Linked DNA regions of Mus musculus: regions 1, 2 and 4 are each linked to region 3. Evidence: chromatin contacts called from public HiChIP or PLAC-seq and promoter capture Hi-C data. All regions are on one chromosome and are shown on one strand. Each heading gives the region's core, a stretch centred on a gene start, on an enhancer-like site or on the middle of the called end of the contact. The rest is flanking DNA. Distances are from core to core; before and after follow the strand shown.

Region 1 (4,618 bases), core at 1,475-3,974, 1.5 Mb before region 3:
AAAAGCAACAGAGGCTATGTGAATTCATTCTCGAAGATATGGGGAAAGGATTTTCATAGACTCTGATGACACTATTGTTAAGAACATCTGATAAATGGTAATTTTAATCTATAGGTGGAAATCTAAATAACACTAGGAGTAACTAGTGTAGAAACAACACACAACCCAATGAATGTTCCCTATCTCTTCTGTGGGCTCTTCAGGTGGACAGAGGAACCTGAGGATAGCAAGAGCTGAGCCACAAAATCTATCTTTCTTTCTGAACCTGAGGATAGCAAGAGCTGAGCCACAAAATCTACCTTTCTTTCTTTCTTTCTTTCTTTCCTTCTTTCTTTCTTTCTTTCTTTCTTTCTTTTCTTTCTTCCTTCCTTCCTTGAGCCACAAAATCTTTCTTTCTTTCTTTCTTTCTTTCTTTCTTTCTTTCTTCCTTCCTTCCTTCCTTCCTTCCTTTCTTTCTTTCTTTCTTTCTTTCTTTCTTTCTTTCTTCCCTTCTTCCTTTCTATGCAGTTTTTATTAATTTTCTAGGATCTTCCCAAAAGAAAAAAATTCAAAGAAACAACCATATCATGATACTTATTACACATTCTAGACAAAGAACCCTAACTCTGTGAAGAAGTGTCAGGAACAATAGGTATCTGAGAGTATATTAAATTCTAGGGGTGCTACTCAGAAAGAGAGAGATGGTGTGGATGTGGGCCTACAGCAAAATAACAATTATTTTGGAGTTTGCTTTTTCAGGTTTACAGAATCTTCAGTTACCAGTCTCCAGTGATCAAGGGCATCTTCCAGCATGGCTCTTCGAGGTGGCCCTTCCCCAAAGAACCTTTACATCCTGTCGCATGCAAGAAGGTAGGCCAGTGGCTCCTTCTGAAGCCATTTAAGAGTGAAGTTAGCAAGGTGACCATTTGCCATGTTCTAAGGTGGCTTGTCTTTAACGCCTCCATAACAGTATTTGCTAGGTTCCTACCATGTATTAAGCCCTGGGCTCCTGACACTTGGTGACTGGGTGACACGTAGGTCCAAAGAATGGTTTCTGCTCCAAAGGAGCCAACAGTCTAGAGGTAAAGAAATGCTCTGAGAGTAAGCGGAGGATGCTGAGGTCTCTGGCCTGGAACCCTGGAGGCACCGGAGAGTGCTGCTGAGAAAGACCATTGTGAATCAGCTAGTCTATCTATGTATGTTGAGGCAAAAAGGCCCTGCACACAAACCGAGTTAGTATCAAGTAATCTAGGTCTCTATGCACATCGAGTGGTACGATGAGATGATGTAAATGTCTTTAGTTCCTTCTAGAATATGCGGTACCCAGTAGACAATGAAGGATAAAAAAAAGTCATGGCTCTTCCTGAGGCTGATTTGTGTTCAGCGTTTTATGAGTGGGAAGCAGTGTGCCCATTGGCTCACTTCCTGGCAGCAGTCAGAGGTTTCCTTATCGACTCTCCTCATATGCAATTTAAGGAGGGCTCAGGTTAGCCCAGTGTAGAGGGAGACGAAACTATCAGAATTACAGAGAGATGGGAAACACTCTGCAGAGCTCTCAGTGAAAATGAATGGGTCTTTAAAATTATTAGGATAGACTGAGTTCATTTCCTTTGAATGCTTCGTTTTGCTTTGTTCTCTCTCCCTCCATTAGGCAACTTCTCACGGCTGCTTCCTTAGTGTCTCCCGAAGTCCTAATGCAATATGTGCACTGAATAGTTGTTGACTGACTGCATGTTGTTGAATTAATGAAAGGGATGTCAACTCAGAAATCCAGCACTGGCAGACATTATAGATAATGTAGTCTACTGTAACAACAGCAAGAGTATGCTCTTTAATTACAGAGACATTTCTGTAACACAGCTGATTTCAGAGTATCTTTATCTTGCTTAGCTCTTAAATCTTACCTTGAAATTTTTTCTTTCAGTCAGTTAAAAAAATTTGTTCAAAATTTATATCTCTACATAGCAAAGCTAAAGAATCATTTTTTTAAAAAAAATCAAACTAAGTGGAAACAAACATATTTGATTCTGAATACGATTTCTGAACTGAATCTGGATTTCAGAAGGCATGATTGCAACTCAAAGGCTGTAAAGCTGCGCAAGCTAAGAATGACTGAAAGATGCTCTGCTATTTCAATTCTTTTAATAACTTCAAATCTTTACAACTTCTTTATCCCTTTCTTTCTTCTTTAGTGTAGCAACTGTGCAAGTTTCTGAAAAAGCACTTTCTAACCTTGGGATCCTGGGTGAGGACGGCGTCCTCTGCTGCCTGATTGGTGTGTCACTCTGATGGTCTGAGTCTGCAGAAGGCCCACACTTCCATGTCAGAGCTGTGGGCGTCTGGGTGACATCATCCTTATTCCGAAAGGCAGAATCCAGTGGCGCAGAGACCTTGAGCTCCAGTTTATGAAGCATTCCTGCTCGCCCAGACAACCCTACCTCTCCAAATGTCTCCTGTGCCCTTAGCCTCAGGACCTCCCGAGGCCACCCGCGGTCACCCAGCGACACCTGATTTACCACTGGCCAGTGCGCTCCTCCCTCCCGCCTCGCCCCGCCCAGGCGGACTCAGCCGCCCGCCGAGGCGTGTCCCTCGCTGCCCGCCGTAGCCCAGCGTTCGGCCGGCCGCCGTTCCCAAGATGGCCGCTGCGCGCACGGCTCCTGCGGCGGGCTAGAGGCGGAGGCGGAGTCGAGTCACTCCCTCACCCCGCGGCTCCTGGTCTTCCCGCACCAGGCTGCAGCTGACGACCCGCCGCGGTCATGCGAAGCTTGGTGCACGGATGAGAGACGCCATCGCCGAGCCGGTGCCCCCTCCTGCCCTCGCCGACACCCCTGCAGCCGCCATGGAGGAGCTGCGGCCAGCACCGCCGCCACAGCCCGAGCCGGATCCGGAGTGCTGCCCAGCGGCGAGGTGAGTGCACGGCTGCAGCTGCAGCTCGGAGGGAGCAGGGTGGCGCGTGAAGGGGGCGTGGGGTCCTCGGCTGCGCGCCAGGTGGGCGCGGAGCATCCGGACCTCCGGTGGCGGGAGGGGCGCGGTGCAGCGCGGAGCCCGGTGCTCCGCTTCCGCGCGACCCCTGCCCGGGCTCGGAGGCCAAGCTCCCGAGCGACCCTGGCCTTTGCAGTAGTGCTCCCCGGGGCCCTGCTGCAGACAGCCCCAGCTTGCCCCGGACTGCCGCTCGGGCTCGGATCAGTGATCGGATGGAAGGAAGGTGGTCCATCTTTCTCCTTTTTCCAGGAAAAGAGAGGCGACGTGCCTCTCGGCAGTTCCTTGCTCCTTCAGCCCTTTGCAGCGCGCCTCCCAGCCTTCTGTCCCCAGGGCGAAGCTTCACGTAACTGCAGACAAGGTTCCTTGTCAGAGATCCTTTTACTGTCTTCTAGCAACAGCCTGATGCAGTGTTGCGCACGAAAATAGCTAAGGGTTTATGTGTGAAACTTTGCTACCGCAGGAAGCTCCAAGATGGAACTTTGGTACCCAGAGTATCTGTTGCATTCTGCTCCGTAGAAGCTCTTTTAACTGCTACGAAGAGTCTCAAGTTTTAATTGGGAGGGTAAACTCACGGTGTCCTGATTTTGTGTTTAAATGCCAGTCCTTTGCATCTCAGGATAAACTTTGACTGCTTCCTGTCCCCTATAGTGAAAACACTCCCACAACTCCTCCTGGCTTAAGGTCTCGCTCTATAACCTCAGGAAGAAGGCAGTTAAATAGCTTTGCTTTTTCCTGCTTGAAGAAATAGCAAATTTATAGTTGTAGCGAGACCCGAACACGGGAGCCATTCACATCCTTGCTTGTCACCACTGGGTTGCCTGAGAGGAATTTTACTTTTTCAAAGCCGTGAGAGCTACTGCATTGTGTTTCTTAATTTCAAGATAGTTCTGTGACATCTTTTGGGGCATTTTCTTTAAGGAATAGTACAGGGTGCTATTAGAAGTCTTTTTTCAGAAAGTTCATAATTTTCTTAATGTATTGAGCTGTTGAGCAATTTTTACTCCTTTAATCGTTATTTTAGAAATAATAAATGTGAGTCCTTACTTAATGCTTAAAATGTTTTATCACGTAGCCATTACTTTTGTTAATTCATTTAATCTTTATAACAGTCTTATGAGTTAATTCTGCTATTCATCTCCTTTATGTAAGAGGAAACTGAGGCAAAAGGTAAATAGCATATATAAAGATTAACAGCTTGTAATGAACAAAAGTCTGGCTGCCTAGTTTGTGCCTTAATTATCACGAGGAAGAGGGATGATTTCATACCCACAGACCCGACATTATAATTCTATGTAACTGTTCTCGGGGGAGAAAATGGACTTGAGCGGTGTTAGGCAGAGGGATAAAAATCTGCTATCAAAACGCTGCTTTCCTATTGATAAACAGCCTTGCCTTCCAGCCAGGAGCCTGTCTCTTTGTTATAATAAAAATAGGTCAGGATAATGGGCCTCATCCAACTTTACGTGAACAGCAGTGTACAGAACAAGGAGATCTTTGAAGTATTTTTCTTAGCAACATTGCAGTTAATTTTACAATAGCAAATGCGTAGAGCAGATTTTTTTTTTCTCTTGGTGAAGCTGCTGCTTTGCCTTTTTGCTGCAGTAATGGACACTGCCTCCTCTTCAGTTGGCAGGGGTGACCTCTGGCACTATTACTG
Region 2 (4,231 bases), core at 527-3,026, 1.8 Mb after region 3:
TCCCTTCTTCTCTTCTTTCCCCTATCCTCTTTTCCCCTCTTCTCCTCTTCCCTCCCCACTCCCCTCCTCTACATTCCCCTCCCTTTTCCCCTCCCCTCTCCTCTCCTTTCTCCCTCTCCCCTTTCCATTTTCCTTCCCTCCTCTTCCCTCCCCTCTCCTCTCCTCCCCCTCCTCGCTCATCTTCCCTTCTTCTCTTCCTTCCCCTATCCTCTTTTCCCCTCTTCTCCTCTGCCCTCCCCCTCTCCTTTTCTCCTCCCCTCCTCTTTTCTCCCCTCCCATCCTCTCCTCCCCTCTATTCTTTTCTCCACCCCTCTCCCCCTCATTTCTCCCATTCCTCCCTTCTGTCCAGCCCTATTCCTTTCATACCTATTCCCATACTTTCTAGTCCCTACAAACAAAAAGTACACCCCTGTGGCGAAGCTAGCTTCCATGGTCAGATCACTGCTCTACAGCTGCCCCACACTGAGGCCCATGTTCTGTTCTAGTTCCCTGAAACCACAGTGATTTTGGGGAAGGAGGATGAAATAAAACCCTACCCACTGCTCATACTCAGTATGTAGGGAAGAAACAGGCTCTGCAAAGATTGCTGAGCAAAATCCCTGCTGAGATAGTTGAGAGTCAGTGCAAAGAAATGGTAGTTTAAATCCACAACAGGGGGGTGCCAGACTGTCCTTGCCTGAGGCTTTTCTGGTCAGAGGACTGTGCCTGCCCACTCTATGTACTGTTTAAGCACCCACCCCACCCCCAGATCCTCTTTGTAGATTAGCCAGCCCTATGGTAGCTCAGCTTGTCTTTGTTCAATCTAAACCTCAAGCTTGTCTGAAATCTTACAAGATAGGTGGAAATCAGAATGGGACACGGGCTGTGGGTGGCTTTGGCAGTACGCGTCTCTATTAAGTAGACTCAATTTAGTACTGGGTAAAGGGAAAGACGAAATTAGAATCGTGGTTGGCAGAAATAGTCTCCATCTGGCACTGTAATTACACACTGTCTTGACCTGAGCAATCTTTGCTGTTCCAAATGCTGTTTCCTTTGGAAAGCAAATTTTAAAAGACGCTGTAAACCACAGGTTAGGAAATACATGGTTCCAAATATCCACCACACCTTTTAGACAAGGGAGTCGTATCCTGCTTCTCTATTATGGCTCTGTCTTTTATAATTAAATGAACTCTCTAGTCACCCGATGAATGTCACCTCTTTACAGCGGGATAAACAGAAGAGATCTCCGGGTCTATTTTCGCCAGTGACATCAGACACTATTTCGATGGGGCTATGACTCAGTATCCTCCTTGGCGCCCTCACTCCTGAAGTTCTTTTAAGGGTGAGCCTGGGTTGCTGCCGGCATGCGGCATTTTCAGAGCCTCATGGAGCTCTTTATATCAACCCTTGACTTCACCTTCAATGCCAACAGGAAATTGTATATGGCTCTAATCTCCCCAGTAGAGCTCTGCCAGAAAGCCGGGTTCTGTGCGGTATAATGGCGCCACCTACTGGTCACACGTGTCCTCCTTTAGCCTGCCTCCGTTTTGTTTTTTTGGTGTTCTGTTTCCGTATTCTGATGTGTCTGTCCTCAGAGACTTTGTTTTTAGCTTTTCTACTTCGCAGCTGCAGCAAGCTGGACTGATAAGCAAACGATATCACCACCTGATCGTCTGTTCTATAGGTCCTAAGATCTTACCGCTGACGGGGGAAGTCATGGACAGACACCAGCTTGACTTGATGACTCTGTCCTTGAACCCAAGCAGCCTGATAATCCAGCCTGATGATCCGGGCCGAGCCTCACTTCCCTTGCCTCAGCCAAGCGGCCGTGCAAACCTTCACTAGACCCCAAACGCCCTTCCTACTCCCTCAACGGGCACCTGCTCTCCTAGGCATCCACACAAATGGATTGCTTTTAAACAGAAAATGACACTGACTGTCACTAGACGTAACAAGTGCCTTATGTACATTTCATTGGAAGCACAAGCTGAAATTAGCCTGTCAGAATCTTACTTTTCTGGATGCCAGTGTGTCGTGTGGCAGAATTAGCTCAAGAGAATAAAGAGCAGGCTTGCCTGTCAGAGAGCTTCTCTCCACAATTCTCTTGCTTTGTGTGCCTGGCTTAATTCAAATGCTTTTTTCATGCTTGAAGGGGTAGGTGTGTGTGTGTGCGTGTGTGTGTATGTGTGTGTGTGTGTGTGTGTGTGTGTGTGTGTGTGTGTGTGTGTGTGTGTGTGTGTGTGTGTGTGTGTGTCTGTGTGTGTGTGTGTGTGTGTGTGTGTGTGTGTGTGTGTGTGTGTGTGTGTGTGTGTGTGTGTGTGTGTGTGTGTGTGTGTGTGTGTGTGTGTGTGTGTGTGTGTGTGTGTGTGTGTGTGTGTGTGTGTGTGTGTGTGTGTGTGTGTGTGTGTGTGTGTGTGTGTGTGTGTGTGTGTGTGTGTGTGTGTGTGTGTGTGTGTGTGTGTGTGTGTGTGTGTGTGTGTGTGTGTGTGTGTGTGTGTGTGTGTGTGTGTGTGTGTGTGTGTGTGTGTGTGTGTGTGTGTGTGTGTGTGTGTGTGTGTGTGTGTGTGTGTGTGTGTGTGTGTGTGTGTGTGTGTGTGTGTGTGTATATGTGTGTGTGTGTGTGTGTGTGTGTGTGTGTGTGTGTTACCCTTCTAAACTTCGAAATTATCACTGCATGAGTGTGTGTGGTGGGGGGGGGTGTTGGGGTGAAATTGCCATTTCCTATAAGGTCCCAATGCTTTTTCCCCCTTTTACTTTATCTCTGCAAATGAGAATTTATCAAAGGCTAAGCCTTAGTCTTTTGTGATAAAAAAAAAAAAAAAAAAAAAACCTAACAAAGTATGCCGGTGGGGGGAAAAAAAATATGTAAAATTCACATTGCTGCTGGAAAGATCAAAGCTTAAGGATGCTGCCCAGAATGACTGATTTCCCGTCAGCTCCGAGGCTTCAGGACACCAGCGAGCTCTTCTGTGAAAGCAAGGTGTTAGAAGCAGGTGTCTGAGATGCTTAGGGCTGTTAGAGGTCTCACTGGTCTCTCTGGTATGTTGCCCCCTTCTGGCAAAGGGCAGCTTATAATCTGATCCTTCAGAGAACAGCTTCAATGCATACTACTCACATGAACAGCCGCTACAGACCTAACACCACACAGATGAGAGTGTTACAAACTGAGATTGTTCCAGAATTGATGCTCAAGTTGAGTGAGTCCACTTTCTGCCAAGTAAAGGAACACCAGAGAAACTTAAAAAAAAAAAAAAAAAAAAAAAAAAAAAAAAAACAGAAACAAGGGTTGTTTGTGTTTGTAGTTACACGCCTGGCTTTTGGGAAATAGTGGTTGACTCTATCCTTGTTGCCTGTGTTGAGGAATAACATCAATGGTGGAAAGTTCTCTTCAAGGACATGTCCCCAGTGAACTCATTTCCTTCCATGGGGCCCACATCTTAAAGGTCCCATCATCTGCCCATCAGATAGGGACCAAAGATTGCAGTGTGGGGATGTTGTCTCAGCCCAGATTTTAAACTACAGCCAATGAAGCTGCCACAAGTCCTTGTGAGCAAGTCTTCAGATGTATACGCTTTCACTTTCTTGAGTAAAAACTAAGAACACCAGGTAGACATTGTGGATACATTTCTGGATCACATGAGAGGCACACATGGAAGATACTGCAGAGGCTCACCACCCCTTCTGTAGCGTCGGGTGGTGATTCAGTCTCATGACTCCTGGGTTACAGAGCTTGGCATCCTGGACCCTTTGTGTGCTCTTCAGCACCGTGCAACCCACTCTTTGATGGACTTTGCCAGGAGGTGCCTTTCTGTGATCATTCACCTGCATTCCTCACAGTGCCGGCTATTGTTGGATGTGCTTGTACCGTGTGGTTCCATTGATCTGCCCTCAGTGAGAAACCATAGTCCCTCATAAGGAGCAGGTCCAGCTTCCCAATCCTGACTTGCCGTTATTGTGCACAGGAAGACCAACATGAGAGCTTTCTCACCAATCTCCATTATTTCCTTGTAGAGCATAAACCATGCACTTTACAATCAATTGCTCATAAGAAGATGCCTTTTGGTAAAACATTAACCAAAATTAATCTTTAGTTTTATGCCCAAATGCATCTGTGGAAAGAAACTTTTCATACATCTATTTGTTTACCAAAGATATGTTTTCCTCTGAGAAACATTTTCTTAGGAACATTGGTCTAAAATTAACAAATACTTCCTTCAAATCATTTGATAAAATAATTAACTCCTCTATCACC
Region 3 (4,832 bases), core at 1,532-4,031:
AAATGTATAGTACATTTAGAACAATTCTCAATTGTCACTACTAAAAATCAATTTTAAACACAAAGAAGTGCTCATTTTTTTTAAATTTAAAAAAAGTTTTAAAATAGGTGCTCAAAATTATGTTTTTCTCAGTTAAATTTTCTTATTATGAATCCCTTCTCCATGCCTCACAAAGGCAGACTTTTCATTAACTTCAATAAAATTATGGTTTAACTCTCTCTAGGTCAAGGCATTTAGCATGTCAATCATAATCCAAATGGGAGATGTAAGTACTTTTGAAGCCATCTCCATGACAAGAAGGAAACCCTCTACTTTGAAACAACAAAAGGAAAATTATTTTATGGGCAATAAAGTATTAGTCTCCTTTCCTCTTATTTGGCCAGGAAGCCAATCCAGAGGATTCTTCTCAGAGCAAGGACTTCACTGACAGAGTGCAGTATTTCCTTCACTAGGAGAGTACTGCAGGGGGAGAGAGCTCAAGTACAGAAGGCCTCAGCTCTCAGTAGTGCTATGCAGAGGAAGACACTGCTCAGTCCCTGGAGCTATTTGTGTGTCCTTTGCTCTGTAGCAGATCTCTGTGCAGTTCCTGTCGGCCCTTGTTTCCTGTTCAAGGATTAGTCATAAAAATGCAGAACTATTCCTCCCAAAGCTTCCTCCGGATTGGGTTCCCTCTCACCTGCTTTAGGTGCTGTCACCACACCCAAGCCTCCAACCTGGCAATTCAGAACTTCATGAAAATGCGGCCACCAATAATATTAGGCAATACAACTAGTTAAACAAAACAATGTAACATTGTTTGTGTAGGGTTTTTGTTTTTGAATGGAAGTTCCTTTTCATGGGGCAGGGGACAAGGATACAATCATTTGTGTTAAAACGCACACTTATTCACCCTGTAAAAAGAGTAGCCAAAGAAAGAAGAGTTTTAAATCTGTCTTCTATTTCCCTGGTTTTTATTACTAATTAATTTAATTGTAACATTCAAATGGCACAGTTCTTATTAAGAGGGCTCCAGGTAAATCTAAATAAAGCTGGCTAAATTGTGTTCCATCCTAAAGTTATTAATATAATAATTTATGAGACTTTAAAAATAGTTTTAAGTTTTAGGTCTTAATTTCCTATATTTATATAGCCTTAGGGGACATTTGCTTATCAAAATCATCCATGAACTAGTTTAAGTTGAAAGAAACTAAACGTGTGTAATTGTTTTCAAAATATGAGGTATTTCTCTCTTGTAAAATCTGTATTTTTTTTCCTAATCTGTCCCACTTGGTTCGCACTAATCAGTTCAGATTTGGGTTTACAAACGACTCTTAAGTAAATGTCACTTAAAAGCTTAGTGCCATTCATAAAAATGTATACTTTTTTTCTTAATTTAACAAGTTTCCAATTCATTCATCCAAAATACACACTGCCCTATGGAGGGAAGAAGCAGCTAGACACCATGAGCGTGCACCTCTGCTTCCAGGAGCATCTTAGCTGCCTAGCATGACTCTCAAGAGGAAGAGAGGAGGGCTGCACACTTGTAACATTACTTTTATGAGTTAAAACAGACTCGGCTACTTTCACCGTGTAACGCATTTACTTCATAAATGCACCTCTCATCCATCTTCTAGACACATCTCAAATAGACCGACTTCAGATGTGCTTAGTGCGATACCTGTCAGGCATATATCACAAACAAGTTCACTACATCTTCAGAACATCACTTGGATGGGGGCGGCGAGTCTACAGTAACGAAACCTCCAAACGGGAATGTGCGCTAAATTATGCATTTATTTCTACTTATCCCGGAGGAGAACCCAAAACGTGGCTTCACATATAACATCTCTGTCAGGGAGGTCCTTTCCAATCTGCCTACTTCACACTGCTTAGAACAACCCTAGTGGCCACTTCCAAAGCTGCACTGGTCAAACTGCACCCAGTCACAAACTGTAGTGGGGGAAAAAGCCATCTTTGCAGTTATCTACTCGGCTAGTCTTTCGTCTCAGATCTCCGAGGACACATTTAAAAAGACAGAACTGAGGTGCGATCTCCACGAGGCAGATGCTTTCCTGAGATTTTCTTTAAGTCCTAGGGTGTGTGAACTCGCCCTGAAGTGAAGGACAGCTTGACCGAAACAGACCTGGGCTGGTCACCCCGTGGAGCGGCAGGGCGAGCCCCGCCGTCGGGGGTCGCAGTGGAGCACGCGGGTGTCCGTGGGGATACAGTCTTCAGCGAGCTAACCTTGGCTAAGGCAGGTTGGAAACTCATACCTAATGCTCTAGCACACACCGGACCAGGCTATGGGCGGGGGGGGGGGGGGGGGCGGGCCGAGGAAGCCCACAGAGCGGACGGAGCGCGGCACGCACGCCTCCGCCGTGACACTGACAGGTGGCTCGGGTCGGCCCCCGAGGATCCCACTCGGACCCGTGGGGTGTGACGTGGTGCCACACACGGACGCGGGGCGGCGCGGAGAGATTGTACCTGGCAGGCACCCACGTACCTATCATGGTCACCGGGCGGGTGGTGGCTGCGGGTCGAGAAGGACCTACGCGGGCACTGGCGCCCGCCCGAGCCTCCCACCAGCGTTTCTGTCAGGTTTAGTCATCCAGGCCTCCTCCCCCTTCCCCTCGCGAGCCAGGCGGGCGCAGTGCGCACGCGCAACCACCCGCCCCTAGCGCGAAGCCTGCTGGGAGGCGTAGTTTTAACCCGTAAGATTCGCCTCCGGCAGCTGCAACTGTCTTCGCTGGTAACCTTTTCCGGAAACGCTCGTCACGGAGGGGCGGGACTAGCGTCTCCTAATGTTGACTAATCGCTTAGCAACCGGGAGGCTTACACCTTTGGAAGCTCTTAGAGACTCTAGCCTCGGATCCCAGCCCTCTTCCCGCCCCTCTCCTCCCCTAAACTCCCTCCACCTTGGTGCTGCCAAACATCTGGATCTCCCTGGGCAGCACGAGGGGTTGAATTTCTACCACTAGAGCCTTTTAGAGTGTTTTCCCGACCCCCTGCTCACTTCTGTAAAAGCCACTGGTTTTTCTTCCACACCTCTGATAAGAACAAGACGTTTTCTAGGAAGAATGTGGTAGAAAAAGAGACCCTGACCTTAAACAAATGCCCAGACAAGATGCCGAAGAGGACTAAACTGCTGCCACAACAGACGTTCCAGGTGCACCAGCCTCGTTCCCTGGTTTCTGAGGGCTTCACAGTCAAAGCCATGATGAAAAACTCAGTCGTAAGTGATCTTCCTCGATTGAACGCACTTGCTCCGAATCAGGGGACATGTGGTTGTAGAGGATGACAAGCCCTGGGTCCTGGTACTGTTTACCAGAACTGGCAATGACTCGGTCAGTAGCAGACTCTGCCCGACAGTGTGCAGAGATGTAGGCTAGGTGGTTAAAGAACCTTTGGGGCAGGCGATGTACTGAGTTAGCGTATAAGCACCTTCTTGAGCAAGTGTGCTTTCTCCACTACCCCAAATTACACTTAAGCTGTTTCACTGGTAAGGGGGAAAAAAATCCTTATCTTTATTGTAAACTTAGTCCACTCAGTACAAGACCTTCTGGAGTGAATGCTCTTAGAAGTCATAGGCTTTCAAAATTTAACACGAACCAGTATGAGACACATAAACTCATCAGTAATATATACTAATTTATCTCATCTGGGACATTTTAGAATGCCTTAGCATTTACTCAGCAACATTCTGACAAAAAAAAAGGTATTAACCTGTTAAAGTATTCAAAAATTACTTATGTGAAGACTGGTTCCTGATAGGCCTTTTAAATACATTTTAAACAATATAAGCTCTATTTCAAGTGTCTCTAATAATACAAGCCCTATTTCATTTTTATGAGTTGTGATAATACAAATAAAATATTCTTAACACGAATAGGGGAAAATATTCAAAGGCACACAAACGGTTTAGCTATATGCCTAATACTGCTTTTCAATCTTCTTGTTTATTAAATACCATATGATTTGGTATGCTAAACCATGTTTGTCTACTGAGTGGGCACCTGTTTAGGAGTGTGAGAGATTTAATACTAAATGTAGTTTTCAATTTTGTACAATTTACACCCTGAGAGGATCTTATTATACAGCAATTCAATATATTAGCTTAATAGTGTTCTTCGTTGTCCCACTATATTTCTACTTATATATTGCAAATCTTATACATACCACTTAGAGGACACAAATGAAGTAGATTACCTGTAGACTTCCAGCTTGGATTCCTATGTTGCTATTGTATATTGGTTGATCTATAGTAGTTATAGAGTGTAAAAGCAAACTGCAGAGTTACAGGAAACAGAAAAGGTGCATCTCTATTCAGTCCTTAACAGTTCACCACCTGTGAGTTCTCGGATGTACTTTTTGTCACATTATAAAGTATCTCTCTCCCTCTGAAAGTCTACTTCTCTTCAGAGCGTATATACCAACATTCATCTTTTAAATTGCAACCAAGTGTCCCAAAAGCCAACTCCAAACTACTTCTCAGGAGTTTCAGCCACCTTCCCTTCCCTCTGTAAGACTCCATTTCAGTGGGCAATGTCTTTTCAATGTCCTTCCAAGAAAAACACATGGAATCTATCCTAGGAAGTATGGAAATTGTTTATGAAATGATGATAAATGTAAACATTTATTATTTGTGAACTAATTTCTTAAAAATCCAGGGACAAGTAGTCCTAAGCAATGAGTGGTTGTTACATCAGCATGAACTTTTGGTTTGGTCTCAGTAAAAGTGAGCAACCACAAAAGTCGTCAATCAGAGAATATTTAAACTCATATTGATACAGTGTTTTCCATTAAAAGTTGAAAGGAGTTGTATAATTTGAGATTTGCAGATTGTTTACCTTCTT
Region 4 (4,251 bases), core at 404-2,903, 1.1 Mb before region 3:
CAAACAGGACAAATGGCGTAAGACCATCTTCCATTCTAGATAAACTCTGCCATTGCTGCTTGGGGCTTCCCCTGTCATCTTTCGAAGCTGCAGTGACTTCTAGGGACACAAGCTTTTAATTACTTGTCCTCCCATGGCAGAAGTGATGTGGGATCAACTAACAGGGCTGGAATTGGAGCTTTTGGGTACTGGGGCTTGGTTCTTCCACTAAGCTCGGGCCCAGCATGTGCTGTGAAGACCACTGCTCTACTATGAAGGTCATAGGCAGAAGCAGTCTGGCCTGCACTTGTTTTTTTGTTTTTTTTTTAAAGGTTAGAAACATCATTCACAGCACCACAGGGTGGCCTCTATGCAATGCTGGCAGCTGTGAGGGTTCTTTCCCAACCTTCTGTTAGGAATCCTGACAATGATGATGACCTCGGGAGCCAGGCTCCCTTCTTACCCTGCAAGTCATGACCCCCTTGGCCTGTTTGCAGCAGCCTGGGGCCTGTGGAGCCAGCCTCACTCTTCCTCTTCATCCTTCATCTGGAATTTTAACCTGGATGTAGAATTTGTTGCTGTGTTGGTATATCTACTTGTGTAGCACGAAGGAAGGTATTAATATACCTTGAAAGCCATATCAGTGACATGGTGTGGGAATAGGAGATAAGATTATTTTCAGGTCTGTAACCACACAGTATGCAAAGATAGAGGCTTCAAGACGTAGCCCAAAGAGTCTCGAGGGCTGGAGGAATGGGCACGTGTGTCTGTAAGAGACTTAATGAGGAGAGCGTTGGGAAGTGTGGCTTTTTTGAAGACTAGTCCTCACTGTTTAGACTTGTCTGTCTGTCTGTCTGTCTCTCTCCCTCTCCCCCTCGCCCCCTTCTGCCCTCGATCCCAGGAGGTCACTGGCACTAGAGCTCAGAAATATGGGAACTTGTCTTTGCCTGCTTATCCTAATGACTGCTGCCATCATGGCTTGGGGCCTTTTCCATGGTTCATTTCAGTGCTATCAAGATCCAAGGAGGTAATTTTTAATTTTAATCAAGAAACTGAAGCCAAAGGGGAGGGGAGAGAGGGAGTCACTATAAAGGCTATATGTGGAGCTGTCCTCCCAGTGTAGAGGGGAGGACCATTCTTTGGTTTCTTTGAACTTCTAGCTCTGTCAACCTAAGGAAGCAGGCCTGTTTAGGCGTGGATGGTTTTGCCAAGGCATCTTTCTGCTTGACATTGGCATTTGAAAGCTCACTCATCTCCTGGGAATGGGTTGGTCCAGCTCCTCTCAAAGGAATTTAAAGCATTGGCCATCAGCTTTGACTCAAGTGTCTAGGCAAAACCATTAAGTCATACCATTAAGCAGAATGGCCAGGCAGGGGGCAGTGATGCACAGACTCATACTGGATGGAGGTTTCTTGGTTGAGCTATTAGGAATGGCCATTCGACCTCTTACTGCTCAGTGTAACCCCTCCCAGCATTTGGTAAACTATAGCTGAATAGTAAGTGCCGACACCCCCTCCCTCACAGGCCCCCCAGAAGCACTGTGACTTACTTTTTCATCTTTGCATGCCGATGTATGAGACAGGTCCTGGTTTATAATAAGGGTTCAACAATAGTAGATGATATAAATGACCTACCTTTCAACACAAGGGAATGTCTTCTGTATTATTATTTCGGGGAGTGAAGTTTTGATCCAATGTATCCATGGCAACGCTTCGCTAATAGAAGCACTGTACATGTTGGGCTTAAAAGCTGGATCTTTTTTTTTTTTTTAAGTGCCGTGATAGACTAATAACTGTTAGTTTGCAATCACAGACAACAAAAGAAATGATTGCACGACTGTCTGAGAGTCCAGGTGTTAATTCAGCACCACAGAATGTGTGTGTGCCCGCACTTTACAGGTGTGTTCTTGCTTTGGAATTCACTGGGATCAGATTCAGGGCCTTCTATAATTCTCCAGAGTCAGAGGAATGGATATCGACTCAAAAGGCCACCCAGCGCGAGCCTCTGCCTCAGGCAGGGCAGGAGATAAAATGCCCGAGGACCTGCTATCCTTTCCAAGCCTGTCTCAAGGAGAATAGAGATGAGCACTCTCTACTCAGGCTGTGCTTCTCCAGAGGGAGAGCCCTTATGGTCCGATTTTACATGATGATGCATTCTCCCCGGCTACATTGTATAACCACTTCCATTTGCTCGGTCCTCAGTAGAGCAAGACGTCAGTTGGCACCACGCACAGAATGACCTTCAGTGCCCGGGGCAAGTCCACTTGGACTCTCTTTCCCAGCCTCAGTAAGAACAGTCCTTAAGCATATTCTCACGACTGGCTTTGTAAGCATCTCTCCTTGCAGGCATTTTTGTCTCTTTTAGTTGAAGCATTTCTGATTCATCCATATCCCACTTACTTTTTTTGTCTTAAAATTAAACACCAGGGTAACTCAGAACTGACCACAGCTAAGAATAGGGGTAGTCCAGATAGTATCTCAGGAACATGTCACATTATTTGTTTTAAGTAACAAGAGATACAGAATGCTAGTGTAGCCTGCCTTTAGGCATCTCTATCTTCCAGATCTTTCTCAGCAGAACTTGCTCTAGCCTGTGATGGCTGGGATGATAGGAGTGTACCAGCACACCTGGTTTATATACTACAGTGGCTCAAACCCAGGACCTCATGTATGCTAACCAGGCACTCTACAACTGAGCTACATCTCTAGTCCCACATAACATAAGAATTATATTTCTGATGAGAATGGCCCGCGCTGCCACCTGAGTCCATGACTGCCTCCGAGGGCCTTGTTTGGTTCTGTGGTTCTACTTCAGCCAGGGGCTGTGTTCATGGCTTGTGCTATTGTGGAAACCATATGGAAGCCCATTATCCAAGCTCCTGATGACGAGTATAAAGAAGCTACTTTTGCAGTGGTATCGATGACCACAGATGCACAGTTGAGAAAAAAGGACTCAGAAGGCTTCCAATTCCCACTCCACCCCCCCCCAAACATAACAACCTTCAAAGGAGGCCATCAAAGAGAACTCTTTTTTGTTTTTGTTTTTTGTTTCTGCTTTTGTTTTTCGAGACAGGGTTTCTCTGTGTAGCCCTGGCTGTCCTGGAACTCACTCTGTAGACCAGGCTGGCCTCAAACTCAGAAATCCACCTGCCTCTGTCGCCCAAGTGCTGGGATTAAAGGTGTGCGCCACCACTGCCCTGCTTTTGTTTGTTTGTTTTTTGTTTTTTTTTTGTTTTTGTTTTTGTTTTTGAAAGAGAACTCTTAAAAACTGTGATAACGATACTGAAATGTATATTCCAACGATGGCCGTTCCCGGCGGCCGGGCTGCAGGTCGAGAAGGACTCATTTTTCTCTAGGGGGCTGGTCTCTGGAAATTTGACCATCCCCCAGTGAGTATATGGACAACACGGATTGGACTTGCTTTTTATTATTATTTTTATTTTGTTGGGGGGGCATACCACAAGGGTTGGGGGCAGACATGGAAGAACTGGGAAGTGAGTGTGATCTGGGAGGACGGAAGTGAAACTTACAAAGAGTCAATAAAAATAGTATGCTGAGGAAAAAGATTCTATGTAAAAATACATAAAAATAATTTTAAAATTCATTCCCCTGTACTATAATTCTGCTAAAGGTGATGGGTATTTGCGGGGGTGAGCCTTGGAGCTGTGCAGTGATAGCTGCCTCTGGCGGCTGGCTCACCGTGGTGCACGGGGTATTGCCTTCCTTTCCCAGTTTGTACAGTTGCTTCAAGTTAATCTGAGATCGATGCAAAACGGCAACGCTGACTGAAGAAATGTACCCATTTGTGCCTTGCTGTCTAATTTCCAAACTCAGCAGGTTCAATTTACTTACAAAGGTTGGTCTAAGATAGAGTCCTCAGTGCAGAAAGGCAATTTAACCAAAATGCTTTCCTCTAATTACACAGCACAGCTATTTGCATAAGTAACCAGTCTGGGGATTCAGGGACCTGAGAGACTCAGTGCTATTAGAGCAGAAGTTATATTTTTGATAATTTTAAAGAAAATAATAGCAAGCTAAGATCTGAAACGCTTCGTCTTTCTAGAAGCAAATGGCAGAAGGCCTAATCGCATGTCACTCAAGTCAAGTATGTGCTGCAAAGAGAGCAGCACATGTGGGACTAACGGGAAGCGGTCAAATGTGGGTCCCTTATCACCCATTGTGGCCACTGCTGTAGGACTGCAAGTTGGTCATACTGTGTGAGGGTAAAGGACAGTTTGTGTCAATCAAGGCGAGCAGTCCAGACATGAATTTC

Evidence for each region. Promoter capture Hi-C pulls out the DNA fragments that hold promoters and counts their contacts. HiChIP or PLAC-seq counts read pairs in DNA pulled down with a chosen protein or histone mark.
Region 1: a promoter capture Hi-C map of liver shows a contact between it and region 3, with 3 times the contacts expected there. The contact joins the promoter of Map3k4 here to the promoter of Pacrg in region 3. A contact is called at or near these places in 1 of 39 promoter capture datasets (liver), 1 of 484 Hi-C or Micro-C datasets (muscle stem cells), 1 of 115 datasets of contacts at active chromatin or transcription factors (astrocytes) and 1 of 9 other capture datasets (adipose tissue).
Region 2: an H3K27ac HiChIP or PLAC-seq map of stem cell-derived neural progenitor cells shows a contact between it and region 3, with 16 times the contacts expected there. The contact joins the enhancer-like site here to the promoter of Pacrg in region 3. A contact is called at or near these places in 8 of 39 promoter capture datasets (the 3T3-L1 cell line, cranial neural crest, frontonasal cranial neural crest and 5 more), 1 of 484 Hi-C or Micro-C datasets (cerebellum) and 4 of 115 datasets of contacts at active chromatin or transcription factors (SST interneurons, astrocytes, oligodendrocyte precursor cells and 1 more).
Region 4: a promoter capture Hi-C map of hippocampal neurons shows a contact between it and region 3, with 4 times the contacts expected there. The contact joins the enhancer-like site here to the promoter of Pacrg in region 3. A contact is called at or near these places in 3 of 39 promoter capture datasets (cranial neural crest, hippocampal neurons and liver) and 3 of 115 datasets of contacts at active chromatin or transcription factors (SST interneurons, embryonic forebrain and embryonic stem cells).

What each region holds. Positions count from the first base shown.
Region 1 is chr17:12,316,766-12,321,383 of GRCm38.p6, reverse strand. It overlaps Map3k4 (mitogen-activated protein kinase kinase kinase 4), which reads left to right and starts at 2,724. Exons shown (of 27, transcript NM_011948.2): 1 at 2,724-2,886. The coding sequence starts at 2,756. It overlaps 4732491K20Rik (RIKEN cDNA 4732491K20 gene), which reads right to left and starts at 2,531. Exons shown (of 2, transcript NR_045290.1): 1 at 2,212-2,531.
Region 2 is chr17:9,029,171-9,033,401 of GRCm38.p6, reverse strand. No RefSeq gene overlaps it. Among named protein-coding and RNA genes, the nearest start is that of 1700010I14Rik, 43 kb to the right of the region's middle. Within about 2 kb of position 1,776, at least 64 of the 459 cell types and tissues checked have an H3K27ac peak or open chromatin away from gene starts, as enhancers often do. A contact at or near this core is called in SST interneurons, astrocytes, cerebellum and 4 more, where this site is marked.
Region 3 is chr17:10,838,140-10,842,971 of GRCm38.p6, reverse strand. It overlaps Pacrg (PARK2 co-regulated), which reads left to right and starts at 2,781. Exons shown (of 5, transcript NM_027032.2): 1 at 2,781-3,211. The coding sequence starts at 3,104. It overlaps Prkn (parkin RBR E3 ubiquitin protein ligase), which reads right to left and starts at 2,613. Exons shown (of 12, transcript NM_016694.4): 1 at 2,483-2,613. The coding sequence starts at 2,489.
Region 4 is chr17:11,897,948-11,902,198 of GRCm38.p6, reverse strand. The region is part of intron 9 of Prkn (parkin RBR E3 ubiquitin protein ligase); the gene reads right to left. Among named protein-coding and RNA genes, the nearest start is that of D17Ertd648e, 17 kb to the right of the region's middle. Within about 2 kb of position 1,653, at least 4 of the 459 cell types and tissues checked have an H3K27ac peak or open chromatin away from gene starts, as enhancers often do. A contact at or near this core is called in hippocampal neurons, where this site is marked.